Linked DNA regions of Mus musculus: region 2 is linked to region 1. Evidence: chromatin contacts called from public HiChIP or PLAC-seq data. All regions are on one chromosome and are shown on one strand. Each heading gives the region's core, a stretch centred on a gene start, on an enhancer-like site or on the middle of the called end of the contact. The rest is flanking DNA. Distances are from core to core; before and after follow the strand shown.

Region 1 (3,171 bases), core at 444-2,943:
TACACAGAGAAACCCTGTCTTAAAAAACGAGAAAGAAAGAAAGAAAGAAAGAAAGAAAGAAAGAAAGAAAGAAAGAAAGAAAGAAAGAAAGAAAGAAAGAAAGAAAGAAAGAAAGAAAGAAAGAAAGGAAGGAAGGAAGGAAGGAAGGAAGGAAGGAAGGAAGGAAGAAAGAACAAAGAAAAAGAAAGAAAAAGAACAAAGAAAAAGAAAGAGAAGAAAGAAAGAAAGAAAGAAAAGAAAGAGAGAGAGAAAGAAAGAAAGAAAGAAAGAAAGAAAGAAAGAAAGAAAGAAAGAAAGAAAGAAAGAAAGAAAGAAAGAAAGAAAGAAAGAAAGAAAGAAAGAAGGGAGGGAGGGAAGTCTGTAGAGCTGGTATAGGTTCATTCCACCAGAACCAAGGTCCTGGGCATCATCTTGGGCTCGTGCATGTATGGGTGTGGGTGTGTGTATGTGTGTGTGATAACTGGAGTTATCTCCATGTTACATGACTAGAGAACCCACCGTGGAACAGCCAGAGGGCTTTGCTCTATCATCTTCAGCCCCTAACACTCTCCTGACAGCCCTCCTGCAGAAGATGCGGCCGAGGGCTGGCCTGGTCTGTGTGCACTTCGCTTCCGGGATAGTATCCCGGTTTCTTTTGGTCAGGCTGGTCTTGCCCAACTCTCTAACAGCAGGGCCTGCCCTTGCCCACAGCTACTGGGCTAGCTAAGCACATGACCCAATCAGGCCCAATGAGAAACCACCTTGGGTTCCTCTCTCTGTCACTGGGTTACTCTCCCTGAGGTTGCAGGAGTGCCACCACCAAGGGCCCGCCCACGAATGCCGCCGTACCCAAGGGACACAGAGTGGGGCCATGGGTAAGAAAGAGCCCGGGTACCACTCTTTGGATCTCAGAATTCAATTCGGGCCCCATATTGGAAGTTTCCTGTTGGGGAGTGACAGAATTTCTTTGCTTAAGCCAAATTGCCCCGAGTTAGCACTCACTTTCAGCTCAGACACCTGCCTGAGGCCGTAGGAAATCCACCCGGATGGGAACCGCTTTCACAAAAGGCTCAAAAGCCAGGTCGACAGGAGCCGGCACGTCCAGGATGCTGCAAAGTGGCCCAGCCACAGTAGGGGTGCAGACACCCTTTAAAGGGCTGGCCAGCTCGACCTTGCCCAGGAAGCCCTGTGCTGTTCAGCCCTGCCTGCCACCCACCTCTCAGGCTCCTGGATGACAAAGTAACAAACACACGCCTTACAGTCTCACTCACTCACTCACTCTGCGTTCCTCAGAGGGGACTACAGGTAGAGTACCCAAGGCTATGAGCTCTGACACCCCATTCCTAAATCCAGACTCCTAGGCAGGAATTCTCCACAGCTCAGGGGTGGCTAGGTCAAGCTAGAAACCCGACACCATCCTGCCCAGCCTGGGGGCCACAGCCAGGCTGCTGTAGCTGCAGGAGGGGCTTAGCTGAGCCCAACCTCCAACCATTCTCCACCTACCCACCCCCAAGTTCCCTACTTTGAAGCCTGAAAGCCAGGCATTCCTGTGCCTGTTCTCTATGTGACTTCATAAAAATGCAATTAACTGGATAAAAACCAGATTTCCCAGGAAACCCAACTGCAAGTTGGCTTCTCTTGGAAAATCATATGGCCTGGTCCTCTAGGGCCACAAGTCCAAGAGGCTTGTCTGAGCCAGTTGCTCCGAATGCTGTCTCTGGCAGAGGCAGAAGCGCCCGGAGACTGCTCCCTGTATCTGTACCAGTCTGTAGCTTCTTCTCTCACAAAAGCCCCCAAATGGCTGTCCTGGCCTTTGACAAGCCAGCCTCTGGCACTGCTGGGAGAGAGGGGGTTTTTGAATCTGTACTAAACCAAACCCAGACCTCAGAGTCTTTACCATCTCCCAAACCTCCCCAGGGCTCCTAGCCCATCCTTAGGTCTCACTCTTGGAAAGCCCCACCCCACCAGTCCTGATGCCAGCTGCTTTCTGTTCAAGCCCAGGCCAGCAGCTCCGTCTGCAAAGGGCCAGACAGTCGGTATGCTAAGCCTTGTGGGCCATGTGGTTGCTGTCCCAACTGTTGAACCCTGCCCTTGTGATCCTAAAGCCGCCTTAGTTAATCCATAAACACAGGCACAGCTGGAGCCAGGCATGACGGCACAGGCTTGCAATCGCAACACCCAAGACCCCAAGGATTATGAATTTGAGGCCAACCTGGGCTACATAGCCTTGTCTTCAAAAAGTATGGCTGTATCCCTCTAAAACTTTATGTACAAGAACAGTGTTGGGCCAGACTGGGCCCCAGAGCTTTGTCCTAAAGAGATGGCCCCACCCTCACCCCCCACTTCCAGACTAGAGAGCACTGCATTGTGGGTCCCAGCCATGGCTGCCAGATGGAGGGGTGGGGGAGGCTGCCTTGCCAACTAGGTTTAGGCCTGAATGTCCTCTGCCCAGAGGCCCCTGGTTAACCACTGCAATCCCATATTCTGATGAGAAGCAAGAAGCCCAGGTCAACGCCTTGCTGACCCCAGCATCGACCACCCTGCAGCCCTCTCATAGGCCTGGCTGAGGTCTCCAGGGTCCATGCCAACTGCTGGCAATCCACTCACAGCCCTGGATCAATTCCCAGGAGTTGAATCCCCAGTTTGACCATCAACAGAAGCCAAAGTGTCAAATACCAGGACCCCATGCTTACTGCCCCCCACCCCCCCACCCCCCACCCAGGTCACCAGGCACCCGGAACCAGGGACCTTGGGAGATGCCCATCCCAATATCCAGGAATAACTAAACTTACTCCTGGCTGGATGGGCTACGTTTCATCCCCAGAGCCCTTCATCAGAGTACAGGCTCAGAGCCCCCACACCTCAGTTTCCCCCTGTGCAAATGAGGGTAATTCCATCAACCTTCTCAAGGCTGCCTGGAATACTATAGTGATAGTGGAGGTGCTGCAGCTACCTTGAGCCCAGGAGGACAAACACCACATGCTGGCTGCTAAAGATATCAGAACAGTGGCCAGAAATATATAGCTCTGTCTAGTTCCCTAAGAAGCCCAAACAACTCAAATGGCCACTTCAGGGCTTTGGGTCACAGAAGGAAAAAATGAAGCATGGCTCAGTGGGGTTGCTGCCCTGCCTGGCCGTGCAGAGCCTGACTACAATGCTTCCTTGTCATGATGAGTCACCAGGACCACAGAG
Region 2 (3,171 bases), core at 292-2,791, 700 kb before region 1:
CAGGTTCTACATGCATATAATATATAGACATACATGCAAGTAAAATACATAAAATATAAATATTATAAAATGGTAGCACTTAGCCTGGATGTGGTTCACTGGCGGAGTGCTTGCCTAACACACACAAGGCCTTGGCTTTGAACTCCAGCAATTGCAAAAAGGAAAAAAAAAAAAAAAGAGTTAACTTTTCCTTTACATTTTTTTATATTATGATGAGCAAACTAGAGAGTCCCAGGAGAATTTCCCAGGGTGACAAAGAGACTCCTCACAGCCTGATTCTCCACCACAGGGCATCCCCAGGTGCTGGAGAAGGTTCGAGAAGTGCTTCCTCCTGGGCCAGTGGGGCGTGCTGGCCTCCACATCTACTTCCTCCCAGCCTGAAAGCTGGAAAGATTGCAAACAAAACAAAACCAAAAAAAAAAAAAAAAAAAAAAAAGTCTACTGGGAAGTGTCTCAAAGCTGCTGTGGGTGAGCAGACATCACCATAAAAAAACAGTGGCTCCGCCCCCACCCCAATAATTCTCCAAGATTTCCAGCAAGACCATGTCTCCTTAGCCCTTTACAAAAAAAAATCCCATGAATGAGCCATCCAAAGACCTGTTACTCGGCTACTGTACTCCTGAAGCCAAAACACTATAAAGATTTATTTATTTTATTTTATGTATATAACTACACCGTAGCTGTACAGATGGTTGTGAGCCTTCGTGTGGTTGTTGGGAGTTGAATTTTTAGGACCTCTGCTCGCCCTGGTCGGCCCTGCTCACTCAGGTCAACTCTGCTCGCTCAGGCCCAGATTTATTTATTATTATACGTAAGTACTTTGTCGCTGTCTTCAGACACACCAGAAGAGGGCGTCAGATCTCGTTACGGGTGGTTGTGAGCCACCATGTGGTTGCTGGGATTTACACTCAGAAACTTCGGAAGAGCAGTCAGTGAGTGCTCTTACCCGCCCTTACCATCTCGCCAGCCCCCAAGACCCTATAAAAAATCGAGTGGCTCCCTCCAGAGTTCTGGCTCAAGCAAAAAAAAAAAAAAAAAAAAGACGCTAAATCATCTTAAATCCCCATCTGCCTGAGACCCCCTCTGAGAAACACAACCATAAATATGCGTGGCTCTGTTGCCATTCACGCCGGAAACAACCGCGATGTTGCCTGTTTTACTACCTATGGACCAGAAAGACAGCAGCGGGGATTTTTGGAACACTCCAGGCAAAGCTATGAGCTTCCTTCTCTCCCAAGGGAGAGGGTGCTCTCTCGATCAGGGACAAGTGCCCTGGGATAGGGCCCGAGGCATGGCCAAAAAGCCTGGCAGTGGCCGGGAAAGCCAAAGATGGGAAGAAAGCATCGGTGACACAGCCCTGCCTCCCTCTCCTCCCCCGCTCAGGTTAGAAATATCAACAACATTCCTGCCCACTGTAATCAAATACTTACGCAAAAAGCTATGGAATGCGCAATAATTTGTCAGGCATCCTTTTAGCCCAGTCCACTGGAGCAAACTCTGCCCGGGCCCCTTGACCCTCAGAGGGTGCCCTTTGACCTTACTTGGACCTCTTTTATGCGCAGCTTCACTCTGACCAGATGGCTAAACTATCAAAGGATTTTATGAGTCAAAACTACTGCTTTCTCAATTCACAAGTTGCGTATTTCTATCCGTGTTTGTGTGACCGGTCTACGTGAAGCTTTAAATTGAAAACACAAGAGGGGGCCCCCGCAGCTGGGGCCCGCCTCCCCGTATTGTGTGTGAGCACGGGGGTTAGGGCTGTTTGCAGAGAAAACAGCTGACACACAGATGCAGACAATTTCAGCTAAATATTTAAAATAGCCATCAAGAAAAGGATGGCTGATTATTTTTCTCCCTCCTCTGGTTCCACCCATGATCTTTTGTGGCGCTCGAGGCAAGCACCGTTCTTACGCAAATCAAAACCTCATCCTTTCCTCCTTCTAGCGGAGGCCGGTGGGCAAAATGTAAAAATAATAAGAAAAGGGGCTGAGATATAACTCTGTAAATAAAAGAGCCTGATGCCAAACTTGATGATCCAAGTTCGAATCCCAGGACCCACAAGGTGGAAAAGAGACCTAACTCCTGAAAGTTGTCCTCTGGTGCACGTGCGCGCGCGCACACACACACACAGACACACACACTAAATTTTGATATAAAAATATTTCACAGCTGGAGAGCTGGCTCATTGGGCTACTCGCTGCTTTTGTGGGGGACCCCGGTTTTGAGTCGCAGTCCCCACATGATGGCTCGGAAGCACTTGTGACTCTAGTTCTAGGGGATCTGCTGTGCTCTTCTGGCCTCTGTGAGCACCAGGCCTGCATGAGAGGAATAGACACACACACACACACACACACACGTTTGTATGTATGTATGTATATATGTATGCATATATATAATGCAGTATTTACTTAAAACCTTGTCTGGTAAAAAGAAAAGGGTTCCAGCTTTGTTCAGCATCTGAAGGTGTGTGTGTTTGCACATGCACGTGAGTGCACACCCACATTTATATGTATCTATTATATACATATACATGTGTACACACACACCTACATATATAATGCAGTATTTATTTAAAGCCTTTTCTGGTAAAAAGGAAAGGTTTCCGTTCAGCATCGGAGGCTGTGAGTGCAAACGGCACAGAGGAGGGTCAGGGGACAGTATGTGCATGCATAGGCCAGAGGACAATGCGAGGTGTCATCTTCCCTCAGCCGCTTCTCCGTGATATTATTACAGGCTCTCACTATGTAATTAATCCTGGAGACCAGGCTGGCCTCAGGCTCACAGAGACCTGCCTCCCTCAGCCTCCCGAGTGCTGGGATCACAGGTGTACACCGCCATGTCTGGCCATCCACCTTGTGGTTTTGAGATGTGGTCTTCTACTAAGCCTAGAGCTCATCAACGGTGGTGTCCAGTTTTCTATCAACCTGACCCAAGCTGGAGCTATTTGGGAAAAGGGAAACTCAACTGAGAAAAATGCCCCTACCAGATTGGCCTGTAGGGGGAGCCCCTGGTGCATTTACTTGATACAGGATTGTTTGGGAGAGCACAGCCCACTTGGTGGGGGAGCCATCCCTGGGCAGGTGGTCCTGAATGAGCAAGCCAATAAGCAGTAAGTATCCTCTGCATCAGCACCTGCCTCCTGGTTTCTGCCCCAGCCCCGCCTCTCCATCT

What was found. HiChIP or PLAC-seq counts read pairs in DNA pulled down with a chosen protein or histone mark.
Region 2: a contact with region 1 is called in an H3K4me3 HiChIP or PLAC-seq map of craniofacial prominence, with 6 times the contacts expected there. The contact joins two enhancer-like sites. A contact is called at or near these places in 1 of 115 datasets of contacts at active chromatin or transcription factors (craniofacial prominence) and 1 of 9 other capture datasets (embryonic stem cells).

Annotation. Positions count from the first base shown.
Region 1 is chr2:168,167,928-168,171,098 of GRCm38.p6, reverse strand. No RefSeq gene overlaps it. Among named protein-coding and RNA genes, the nearest start is that of Gm33185, 8.3 kb to the right of the region's middle. Within about 2 kb of position 1,693, at least 256 of the 459 cell types and tissues checked have an H3K27ac peak or open chromatin away from gene starts, as enhancers often do. A contact at or near this core is called in craniofacial prominence, where this site is marked.
Region 2 is chr2:168,870,516-168,873,686 of GRCm38.p6, reverse strand. No RefSeq gene overlaps it. Among named protein-coding and RNA genes, the nearest start is that of Gm25214, 10 kb to the left of the region's middle. Within about 2 kb of position 1,541, at least 37 of the 459 cell types and tissues checked have an H3K27ac peak or open chromatin away from gene starts, as enhancers often do. A contact at or near this core is called in craniofacial prominence, where this site is marked.